Regions from separate parts of the Mus musculus genome. Here region 2 is linked to region 1. The links are chromatin contacts, called in public HiChIP or PLAC-seq maps. All regions are on one chromosome and are shown on one strand. The core of a region is the stretch at or near the end of the contact, and the rest is flanking DNA. Distances in the headings are between cores, read along the strand shown. Region 1 overlaps Mgat5 (mannoside acetylglucosaminyltransferase 5). Region 2 overlaps Mgat5 (mannoside acetylglucosaminyltransferase 5).

What was found. HiChIP or PLAC-seq counts read pairs in DNA pulled down with a chosen protein or histone mark.
Region 2: an H3K4me3 HiChIP or PLAC-seq map of the SCID.adh cell line shows a contact between it and region 1, with 12 read pairs. The contact joins two enhancer-like sites. A contact is called at or near these places in 3 of 39 promoter capture datasets (the C10 cell line, the HPC-7 cell line and stem cell-derived epiblast-like cells) and 10 of 115 datasets of contacts at active chromatin or transcription factors (CD8 T cells, the SCID.adh cell line, bone marrow-derived dendritic cells and 6 more).

The regions. Positions count from the first base shown.
Region 1 is chr1:127,239,887-127,244,868 of GRCm38.p6, forward strand. The region is part of intron 1 of Mgat5 (mannoside acetylglucosaminyltransferase 5); the gene reads left to right. Among named protein-coding and RNA genes, the nearest start is that of Mgat5, 37 kb to the left of the region's middle. Within about 2 kb of position 2,440, at least 117 of the 459 cell types and tissues checked have an H3K27ac peak or open chromatin away from gene starts, as enhancers often do. A contact at or near this core is called in the SCID.adh cell line, where this site is marked.
Region 2 is chr1:127,360,848-127,365,829 of GRCm38.p6, forward strand. It overlaps Mgat5 (mannoside acetylglucosaminyltransferase 5), which reads left to right. Exons shown (of 18, transcript NM_145128.3): 5 at 4,301-4,377. Among named protein-coding and RNA genes, the nearest start is that of Gm23734, 12 kb to the right of the region's middle. Within about 2 kb of position 3,089, at least 20 of the 459 cell types and tissues checked have an H3K27ac peak or open chromatin away from gene starts, as enhancers often do. A contact at or near this core is called in the SCID.adh cell line, where this site is marked.

The sequences.
Region 1 (4,982 bases), core at 1,190-3,689:
ATGCAACTTAAGGCTTTAGTGAAAGGCAGACGTTTATCCTGGATTCCAGCACGCCCCCTCGACTGTCCCTGGAGGGAAGGACCATGTATATCATTATGTTGTGCCTGCCTGGTGGAAGGATGTATTGTACCCAGCCATTTGCTTGCCGAGCTCATTGCCTGGGCTGCTGGGCCCTTGCTTTGGGAGCCAGACTGGGTCTGGGAGGAACAGGAAGGAAGTGAGGTAATTTTCTAGTTTTGTGTAATCTGGCTCTGGTTTAGTGAATGCATTTTTTTCTGCTGGGTACACTGTTACCTGGTAACTCACTTAACAGCTGAGTGATGGCCTCTGGCCCTCCCGGTCCTGAGGGCAGGATCTGAGTCAGGGATTCCTCCCTCTGGTCTCCAGGCCTTCCTGGTTCCTGAGCTCCCCGAAGCAGTCAGAAGTCTGGGGCCCCTGCAGCCTCAGGGTTCACCGCTGCTCTGACCTCCCATTGGTTATTAATAACTTGCAAATCAGTTTAATAGAGTAGTAGAATTTAGTTCTCTTCCGATTGAGGATGTGACGAGGGCCAGGGATGGAGCTCAGTTGGCAGAGTGCTCCCCTGGCGTTGACCAAGTCTTGCGTTCTATCCCCAGAAGCACATAAACTGGGCTTAGTGTTGAATGTCTGTCCTCTCAGCATTCAGGGTGTGGAGGCAGGCGGCCAGCCTGGGCTAGGGGAGACTGTCTAGAAGAAAAAAATAAGTGTGAGATGGTAGAGGTCTCTTTCACGGGCCTGCCACATTTGATTATAGTTTGCTTTGATATATTGTTTTGTTTTGTTTTGTTTTGTTTTTTTGTTTGTTTTTTTGTTTGTTTTTTTTGTTGTTTGTTTTTTGTTTTTTTGGTTGCTGTGGCAGTGTAACTGACAGAAGCAGCCTAAGGTTCTTTTGGCTCCCAGGTCAGATGTACATCATCACAGCAGCAGCAGGGGTGGGATGCGCTGGCCACATTGTATCCACAGGCAGGAAGCAGAGAGAGATGGATGCTGGGGCTCATCTCACTGTCTCCTTTTTCACTTTCTCCTTTTTATTCCCTAAGATCCCAGCCCATGGGAAAGTCCTGCTCATCTTCAGGGTAGGTTCTCCTTTAGTGAAACTACTTTGGAAACACCCTCAAAGACACACCCTGATGTGTAGTTCCTTGGAGAGTCTAAACCCCCCTCAAACTGACAAAAGAGATTAACAATCATGAATATCTATTTCAAATCCTTGTTTTTAATTCCTTGTTTAACTCTTTGGGCCTTTGTTGTGGTTGTTAGAATGGTTTTAATCATAGATTGAAGAAAAGGAAACACTGACATAGTCTGCTTAACAGTCTATCTTACTGGAAAGGTCTGATCTCCACAAGTGAACTCGAGTGTGTACACACTGGTGCACGAACACTGGTGGACACACACAGGATCACACACTCACACATAGGCACCCATACACCACACATGGAGAGGGGGGAGGGAAGAAGTGAAGGCAAGAGGGAAATAGAGATAAAAAAGAACTTCCAACAATTAAATGAAGAAGTAGCAAGCCCCCTGGATTTAGTTGGTTAACTGAGTAAGTAAGTACTCATTACTAAATAGGATTGAACTGAACGGTGGCCATAACAGGATCGAGAGGAGCAGCAGGGCTCACATTCCTATGCTACCGCCACCGCCTCCTCCTCCTCCTCCTCCTCATATTCTTCTTGCTTTTCTGTTTTTTTTCTTCTTGCAACAGAGTCTCACTATACTGCCCAGGCTGGCCTTCAACTTCCAGGCTCAAGTGATCATTAGGCACCAGCCTCCCATTTCAGTGGTCAACCTTGTCAGCTGTCAGCAAAGATCCCAAGACAAGGAATAACAGAAAATTGGACCCCATTAAAAAAATTTTTTTAAATGATTATTTGTGCTTGTGTCTGGATGAGGGGTGGGGCACATGAGTGTTATGGCGTGGAGGCAGGAAAATGATGTCAGATCCCTTAGAACTGCCAAAAGCTGCCCAAAACTTGATATTTCCTCATTTAATTGTTTGAGTTTTTTTTAATATTTAATTGAAAAGAACCATCATTCATATATATATATATATATATATATATATATATCCTGTAATAGCAGTGCATCATGCAGGAAAGATTTCTCTGGTGTCACGTGTAAAGTATGTGTCACATGGATATTTGGTGCTCAGGGACAGTAAGGACTCGTGTGTTCTTGGTAGAGCTGGGGATAGCTCAGCAGCAGAGCATGTGAATAGCATGCACAGAGAGAGCTTGGGTTCAATCCTTGACAGTGGCAGGCAGAGTAATAATCTTAGGCTTGGAGAGATGGCTCAGCCGTTAAGAGTGCTTCCTGCATGTCCAGAGGATCCAAGCTTGGTGAGGCTGACTTTCCTTTTACAGATGAAGTTATAGTGAAATGCCACACATAGCCACACAGTGACATTATCACCCGTCTGTATCATACATCCTGTATCGTCCCACAAGATAATATCGTCTACTGATGTCATAGCAGTCTCTGATCATGGTGGGAGAAAGTGGCCAGAAAGTGGCTCATTTCTCCAAACATGCTGCTTTGGTGAGTGACTTAGGTCTGCACAGCAGCTGAGTGGTGGGGTTAAAATTTCCCCAAAGTCCCACAACCACGATTTGAGGAGTTGAGATTTGAACTCTGCTTCCTACCCTGTGGCATTGCTAAGCATCATCGTCCCCTTACGGGGCCCGATGGTTATTTCTAATTGCGAATTGTGCAGAACCTACAATCACCTGGGGAAGAGAGCCTCAATTGTCTTGTCTAGATCCGGCTGGCTTTTGGGCATGTCTGGGAGTATTGTCTTGCTTGCCTGAATGAATGTGGGCAGACCCAGCTAGCGCACTGTGTCCGAGCACCATTTCCTGGTTTAGACCCTGAACTGTGTAAAAGTATAGAAAGCTAGCTGAGCACTAAGTGCGCATGCATTCATTTCTCGATTCTCTCTACTGTGGAGGTGACTAAGTCGATTCAAAGCTCCTGCTATCATGCCTTCCCCCCACAGGGATAGACTGTAACCTGTAGTTGTGACTTAAACTCTTTCTTCCTGGTGGTGTGTTATTTTATCACAGTAACAGAAACGAAACTTGAAGAGAGCTTAGTAATAGGAAGGGTCAGGAGCGCTGAAACCGTTACTGAGTTCCTGCTGGGCAGGAAGCACGTGGTGAGAACAGTTACTACTGGCTTTCCCAACCTCTACACACCCAGGGATTGGATGCCAATATTACCAATACTTGGCTGGAGATTAAACCAAGCTTTGGAAGTGTTAAACATGGAAAATGTTCATTAAAGTTCATTCAGACATGTCTGAATGTCCACTGTCAGAATAGTAAATAAAATCATAAAAATGTAGATTTGGTGGATTGGCAAATATCTCTGGTGAATTTTGTGTGAGATGCTGTGTCAGAGTTAAGGAGAAATAGATGTCCTCCCTGGTTGCTGAGTCTGCGTAGAGGAGTGTCCACACCAAGTGAGAGAGGTGGAAACAGCACAGAGACATAGAGTTTGGCAAGGATGCAGAGTGAGGAGGGTGGGGCCAGGAAGATAATGTACAAATGATAGGGGGTGTTATGTTAGAACCACTGAGCTAAGCAGACCTTGAATCAGAGGGCCTTAGTGGCCAGCATCTGGCCTTCGAGAGGCACTATCTAAACCTCTTTATTTAAGTATAAAGGGATGTGTAGGGGTGTGTGTGTGTAGTGTGTGTGTCTGTTATCAGAGGTGTTATCAAATAAAGTGTTATCAAAACCTCTTTATTAAAGTGAAATGGTCTGTCTGTCTGTCTGTCTGTCTATTCCTGGGAGTACACCTGGCAGGGATTGAGGAATATGTTGGGAGGGAGTAGGGTGAGTCTGGAGAAAACCCAGCCACTTAAGGAGCTGTAGGAGCCTAGGGAGGAGATGGTTAAGGTGAGCATGAGGATCATGGTGGGTCTGTTGGCTGTGGTGTCTGTCAGCAAATGTGAGCTTTTCTAAGAGGTAGGAATCTGAGGGCGGTGATCAAGTTGAATGTTCAGGGAGAAAAAGCAGGGAATATTTCTCTTGGGTTAGGTTATTAGGCTCTGAGAGAAATGGGTGCATTTATGCACCCCCTCTAAGGAGAAATTCACATATGCATGTGGCAGGCAGGTGGGGTGGGGTGGGTATGTAGGTGGGCGGATGTGCATGCTTGTGCATACGTATGTGGAGGCCAGCGGATAGCCCCAGGTTTCTACTGTCCGTCCACCTAGGTTTTATTCGAGAAAGGGCCTCTCACTGGCAGGGAGCTTGCCAGCCTCAGAGCTCTCTGTCTCTTATCTCCCCAGCACCCTGATTACAAGCAAACAACCCCACACCTGGTTTTTCCGCTGGGGCTCTGGGGATGAAGCTCAGGTCCTCATGGTTGTGTGGCAAGCGCTTCACTGGCGGAGCTAACTCTCCAGCCCTTTTTGCCCAGAATTGGTTAAAGATAAAAGACAGTTTGGTGTAATCCTGCTATATCTCAGGACTGGCTTGATCCTCTGGAACTTTCTGTGATGACAGAGTCGTCAGCCTGTATGGCAGCCACTGAGGTGTTGCATGGACTTTTGAAACTGAAATTGGGAAAGGAGAATTTTCTCAGAATACTACCACACCCTCTTAGGCCTTCCGAACTAGGATCTGGGCTGCTCTGTATGTTCAGTTGGCCACATTCCTAGGGAAACAATGTGGTGTGGAATGTTTCCATGTTGAGACCTGGACAGATCCAGGTGAAGGTGTGGAGCAAGTGGTGCCTTCTGCCTTGTTCTGGAAGGACACACCTAGCACCTGTGGGCCCCACCTGCCTTGGAGGCCATGCCCCGGGCAAGTCACCTGCTCTGCATTTTACTTTTTTAATGTAAGTCTGAGTCTTTGTAATGAATGAATCCTGAGAACAAATTCAGAACAATAAGGTAGATGTGTCTTTAAACACACTGGGAGGCCCCAGCAAGATCTTTAGCTTTCTGA
Region 2 (4,982 bases), core at 1,839-4,338, 120 kb after region 1:
TTCTCAATGCATATTGGTTGCTTCCCCAAACTACATTAGCATCCAGCAGCTTTCCCTTTGCTTGCAGTGGTAATCCAGACATTGGGTTCTGAGCCTGGCATTCACAAGCCTTTAGCCTGCAGTGCCTGCTCTGCTGTCCTGCCATAGTTCTTCCCATGCTACCCCGCATCCGTCCTAGGCTCTAATCATCTCCCCTCTCCACCCTCTTAGGCCTGGAGGGTTGGCTGCTTGTCTCCATTCATAGGGCTGGGATTATCCTCAGTAAAGCTCTCTGGTTTTGGAACACACATCAAACTACCTTCCCCTTCTCTGGCCTGTCCCTCTTCTGCAGCATCCCTTGCCTGATTTCCCTGCTGACTAGTGCTTAGAAGCGTAATTAGGCAGATAATCCTGCAGGAAGCTAAGAACAGAGTACATGACAAAAGGAACAATAAGTAGTCAGGGATGGTTTGGGCTAAATTGTTTTGGGGAATCTTTTTTGTTTATATATGTTTGTGTCCTGTGCATGCATATGTATGTGTGTTTTCACCTGTGTGTTAGCATACACACGCGTGTGCACGCTTGTGGAGGTAAGAGGTTGATACCACACATCTTCATCGGTTGCTCTCCAGCTTGTGGTTTGAGGCGGAGCCTCTCTCTTGAAGCCAGTTGAGCCCACCAGTTTGGCTACTGTAGCTACAGGATGCTCTGGGAATGCCCTGTCTCTTCTGCCCCCACACCACTAGCAACAGAGGCAGGCCGTCACATCTGCCTGGCATTTACGTGGGTGCTGGGAACCTGAACTCTGGTCTTCACTCTTGTGCCGCAGTTGCTTTTCACCCTGAACCATCTCTCCAGGCCCCTGTATGGCAATGTGTTTTCATGTAAATTTCTGTTCAGTTTTATAGTATTTGCACACAGGTAATGCCCTAGCTTTGAGTTCTTACTTAGCAAGTCCAGGAGGCCATCGAAGGTGCCTTTCTAAGCAGAATACTATTTGGTCGGTTTACCCCACACTCTCTCTGCTCATGTTTCCTATACAGAGTATGAATGAAGTGACTGTGGTGTGTGCCTGTGAATACTAGACACAGTTGGGTAGAAAGAATCCTGATCTAGAAGGAAAATCTGTGCTGGAGAGATGGCTCAGTGCGCTTGCCACACGATCATGAGGACCAGTGTATGTCTCTTATGCCAGTGTTCCTGCAGCAAGATTAGGGGTGGAGACAGAGTCCCCAGAAACTCAGGAATAAGTTAGTCTGGCATTACACAGCAGTGGATGAGAGACCCTGTTTCAAACAAGACAGAAGATGAGTACTGACACCTGGGGTTGCCCTCTGACCTCCACGTGCCATGCTTGGTGTGTAAATGTTCACACACGCAGAGCCACACTCACACACGTGCATACCCCCAAAGGATAAAGCTTTATGGTAGAGATTCATGGTGCCTTCAAAAGAGGAAGGGCTTCATGAGTTTGATTTGTTTCCTCATTGAACTAGGGATCTTTTTCATCTCTCCAGGCTCTAGTTTTAGGAATCAGAAAAGGCAGAGGGTCAGCATATATGCTTGTGGGGAGTCTCCTGTAAAGTATGAGGCAGATGGTGCTTCCACTCTTTCAGCTAAAATCTAGAAAAACTAATAAAATACAAGACATGTGTTTCAAAGTGCTGTAGAAGTTGATAGGATGCTATTTGAAAAATAAAAATAAAAAGAGCGCCATTGGAGAGAATCATATAGCAGATTCAAGCTGATCTCACAGATACACCATGCTCTCTCTCATTGTGGTTCTACATTTCATACAGATACAGAACATCATGTATGTATGTGTATGCATATGAGATATGAAATAAAGCTACAGCGAGGGGAAACATGATGAGAGTTAAGTAAATAACTTAAAAAAAAAAAATCCCATCATTTCAAAATAGAAACTCTGACTTGGGAACCCTTTGGATTTGGGATATTCTGTTAGGAATGTACAACCTAATGTCAAGCCTGTGAACATATAAAGAACTGTGAAGTCTGAACCAGGGGTCTCAAGCATCTTAAACAAGGGACACTCAATCTGTGTGACTCCGAAGGGGCTGCAAGTAGATTTTGTGGATTAGCTACACCTTGGTTTCCCCGGCCCTTTGGGAGCAGACAGCTTCCTGTGACCTTGAGATCTTCTGCAGAGATTAAGTGATGTGCTGGTTGGTTGGTGCACTTCAGCTTCACACAAAGCTAGGCAGATCTGGGAAGAGAGAATTAAGGAAATGCCTCCATAAGATTGGCTTGTTGGAGCCGGGCGTGGTGGCGCATGCCTTTAATCCCAGCACTCGGGAGGCAGAGGCAGGCGGATTTCTGAGTTCGAGGCCAGCCTGGTCTACAGAGTGAGTTCCAGGTCAGCCAGGATGACACAGAGAAACCCTGTCTCAAAAAACAAAAACAAAAACAAAACAAAACAAAAACAAACAAAAAAGATTGGCTTGTTGGGATGCCTATGTGCTCTTGTCTTAATTAAGGATGGATGTGGTGTGAAGGTGGCCCTAGGTTGTAGGAGAAAGCAGCCAGCACAAGTCATGAGGGTCATGCAAGCCAGTAAGCAATGTTCATTCGTGGCTCTGTTTCAGCCTCTTCCTCCAGGTTCCTGACCTACTTGAATTCCAGCCTTGGCTTCCTTTTGGGCCGAGAGCCAAATTTGGGGTTGATCATGTTGTTTTATCACAGCAGCATAAAAGTAACTAAAACATCTGTCTGAGACTTCGTTGTAGAAATTCACTTTTCTCCATGGTGTGAAATAGGCCTAGACAAAGTTTTTCCAAATAGAGAATAAGTTGTATTGAGTCATTTCTAACAGGAGATGATCTTTCACCTTGAGCAGTTCCCTCTGATTTACTTATAGGTTCTTACAGCCAAGCTGGCAGAGGAAAGTGCTTGCAAGAGCTGTATCTCCAGGCCAGATGTCGAGATCGCTGGCTTCTGGCTGGTGCCAAGCACTGGGCCAGTGGCGGAGCTTGCATGGACTCCCTCTGCAGGGGCCATCTGATAAGATGGCCACGTGTTCCTATCAGGTGTACAAGGAGAAACGCTGCCTTGTTGTACATACAAAACAGCTGCTGGAGACTCTTTATCTTTTAAGAGGAAGTACGTACGAGGTACCAGGGGCAGAGTGTCACCCTCCCTCCTGAAGATGCTTATCCTGGCTGTTGGCAGCAGAGCTAGATAGGAAGATTTGGCTCAGTTTCCAGTGGGAGGACAGACAGATGGCCATAGTTCCCAAAGTTTAGGGGCGGGGATTGTAAGCTCATTTTTGTCTGTTCTTCTCACCGCCCCTTTAAAACCACGATGGGAAGATAACCAGGTACTTTTAACCTATCAGATGCCATTCAGTTCTAAATAAAAGTCAAGGTGATTGGGTTCTTAAAATGAACCGTTGCAGAGTCTGGAGAGGTGATCATGGGGAAATGCTTACAAAGATCTGTCTAATCCCCACTATGGTAGGAAGCCACATGTGTTGGCACATACTTGTAATCCCAGCACTAGGGAGGTAGAGGCAGGAAGAACCCTGGGACTTGCTGGACAGCCAGCCTAGCCTATGCAGTGAGTTTCAGGCCAGTGAGAGACCATATCTCAATAAAATAAAACAAAAACTATGGAATGTTCCTGAGGAATGTCACATGAGATTGTTCGCTAGCCTCCCCTGCATGCACGTATGAGCACAAGCAGATGGGGGGCGGGGTGAAGAGTGACTGTCATAGATGCTGACATACCTTTCTTTGTAAGGACTGCTAAGATCCCAGAAAATCTCCTTGTTGATGGCATGGCCCCAGTCATAGTTAGGGTTTCTATTGTGTGAAGAGACACCATGACCACAACAACTCTTATAAAGGACACCATTTAACTGGGGCTGGCTTGCAGTTCAGAGGTTCAGTCCATTATTGTGGTGGCATGCAGGCAGATGTGGTGCTGGAGAGGTAGCTGAGAGTTCCACATCCGGATCTGCAGGCAGCACCGACAGTGAGCCACTGGACCTGGCTTGAGCCTCTGAAACCCCAGAGCCCACCCCAAGTGATGCACTTCCTCTAACAAGGCCCCATCTCCAATGATGCTGCTCCCTGTGAGTCCGTGGGGGCCATTTTCATTCTTACCACTACTCCCCTGACTCCCAGCAACAGTGTTCTGCTGTGGTGGCAGCCATACCTGTAGCTGGAGGGGTTGCATGGATCAGAACCTTGCCTCCACGGAGAACTCTCTATTTCAGTTTGTCCTTCAGCCTACGTGGACTGTGATGTTGGGCTTCTGTGTTATGGTTCTCATGGTTTCTTTTGTTTCCCATTTTTTGCAGATATCATTAATGGAGTTCAGGAAAAATGTGTATTGCCTCCTATGGATGGCTACCCCCACTGCGAGGGGAAAATCAAGGTAAAGTAGAAGTTATGTCTGTTCATCCCAACACCCTCCATCGTTTTCCGCTCCCAAAGATGCCAGTGGGCTTCTGAGCCTTGAAGCGAATCCTTTCTAGACCGTTTCTGTCCTATTAGTGGTAGCCCTTCTCTGCCACTCCCGTGGGATGCAGGTCAGCAGTAGCTGTCAGCAGTCAGGCTGAGAACCTGGACCACTTCTGCTGTCTGCTCTGTGTTTCCTAGCCCTTCATCTTCAGGTGATCCTTCAGGTTCCAACATCAAGGGAGCTTAGTTAGAATTCTCCCATCTTCCTGGATCCCCAGAGTCCTGCTCCATGTCCAGACTATGACATAGATGTGATATCTGCATAAGCAAATGAGTGCCCAGACACACTTGGCCGCCCATTCTCAACTCTGTGCACTCCCACTGATGATCAAACCCAAGGTCTCCAGAATGCTAGGCAAGGCCTCCATGCTGAGCCGCAGCCCAGCCTGTTGTGTGTAATCTGTGCAAGTGAACATGTATGTGCGTGTAGGTATGGAGGCATTATGTGTCATTCCTTGGGCGCGGTCCAGCTTTTCCTTCAGACGGGGTCTCTCACTGGCCAGGAGCTCAGCCAGCAGG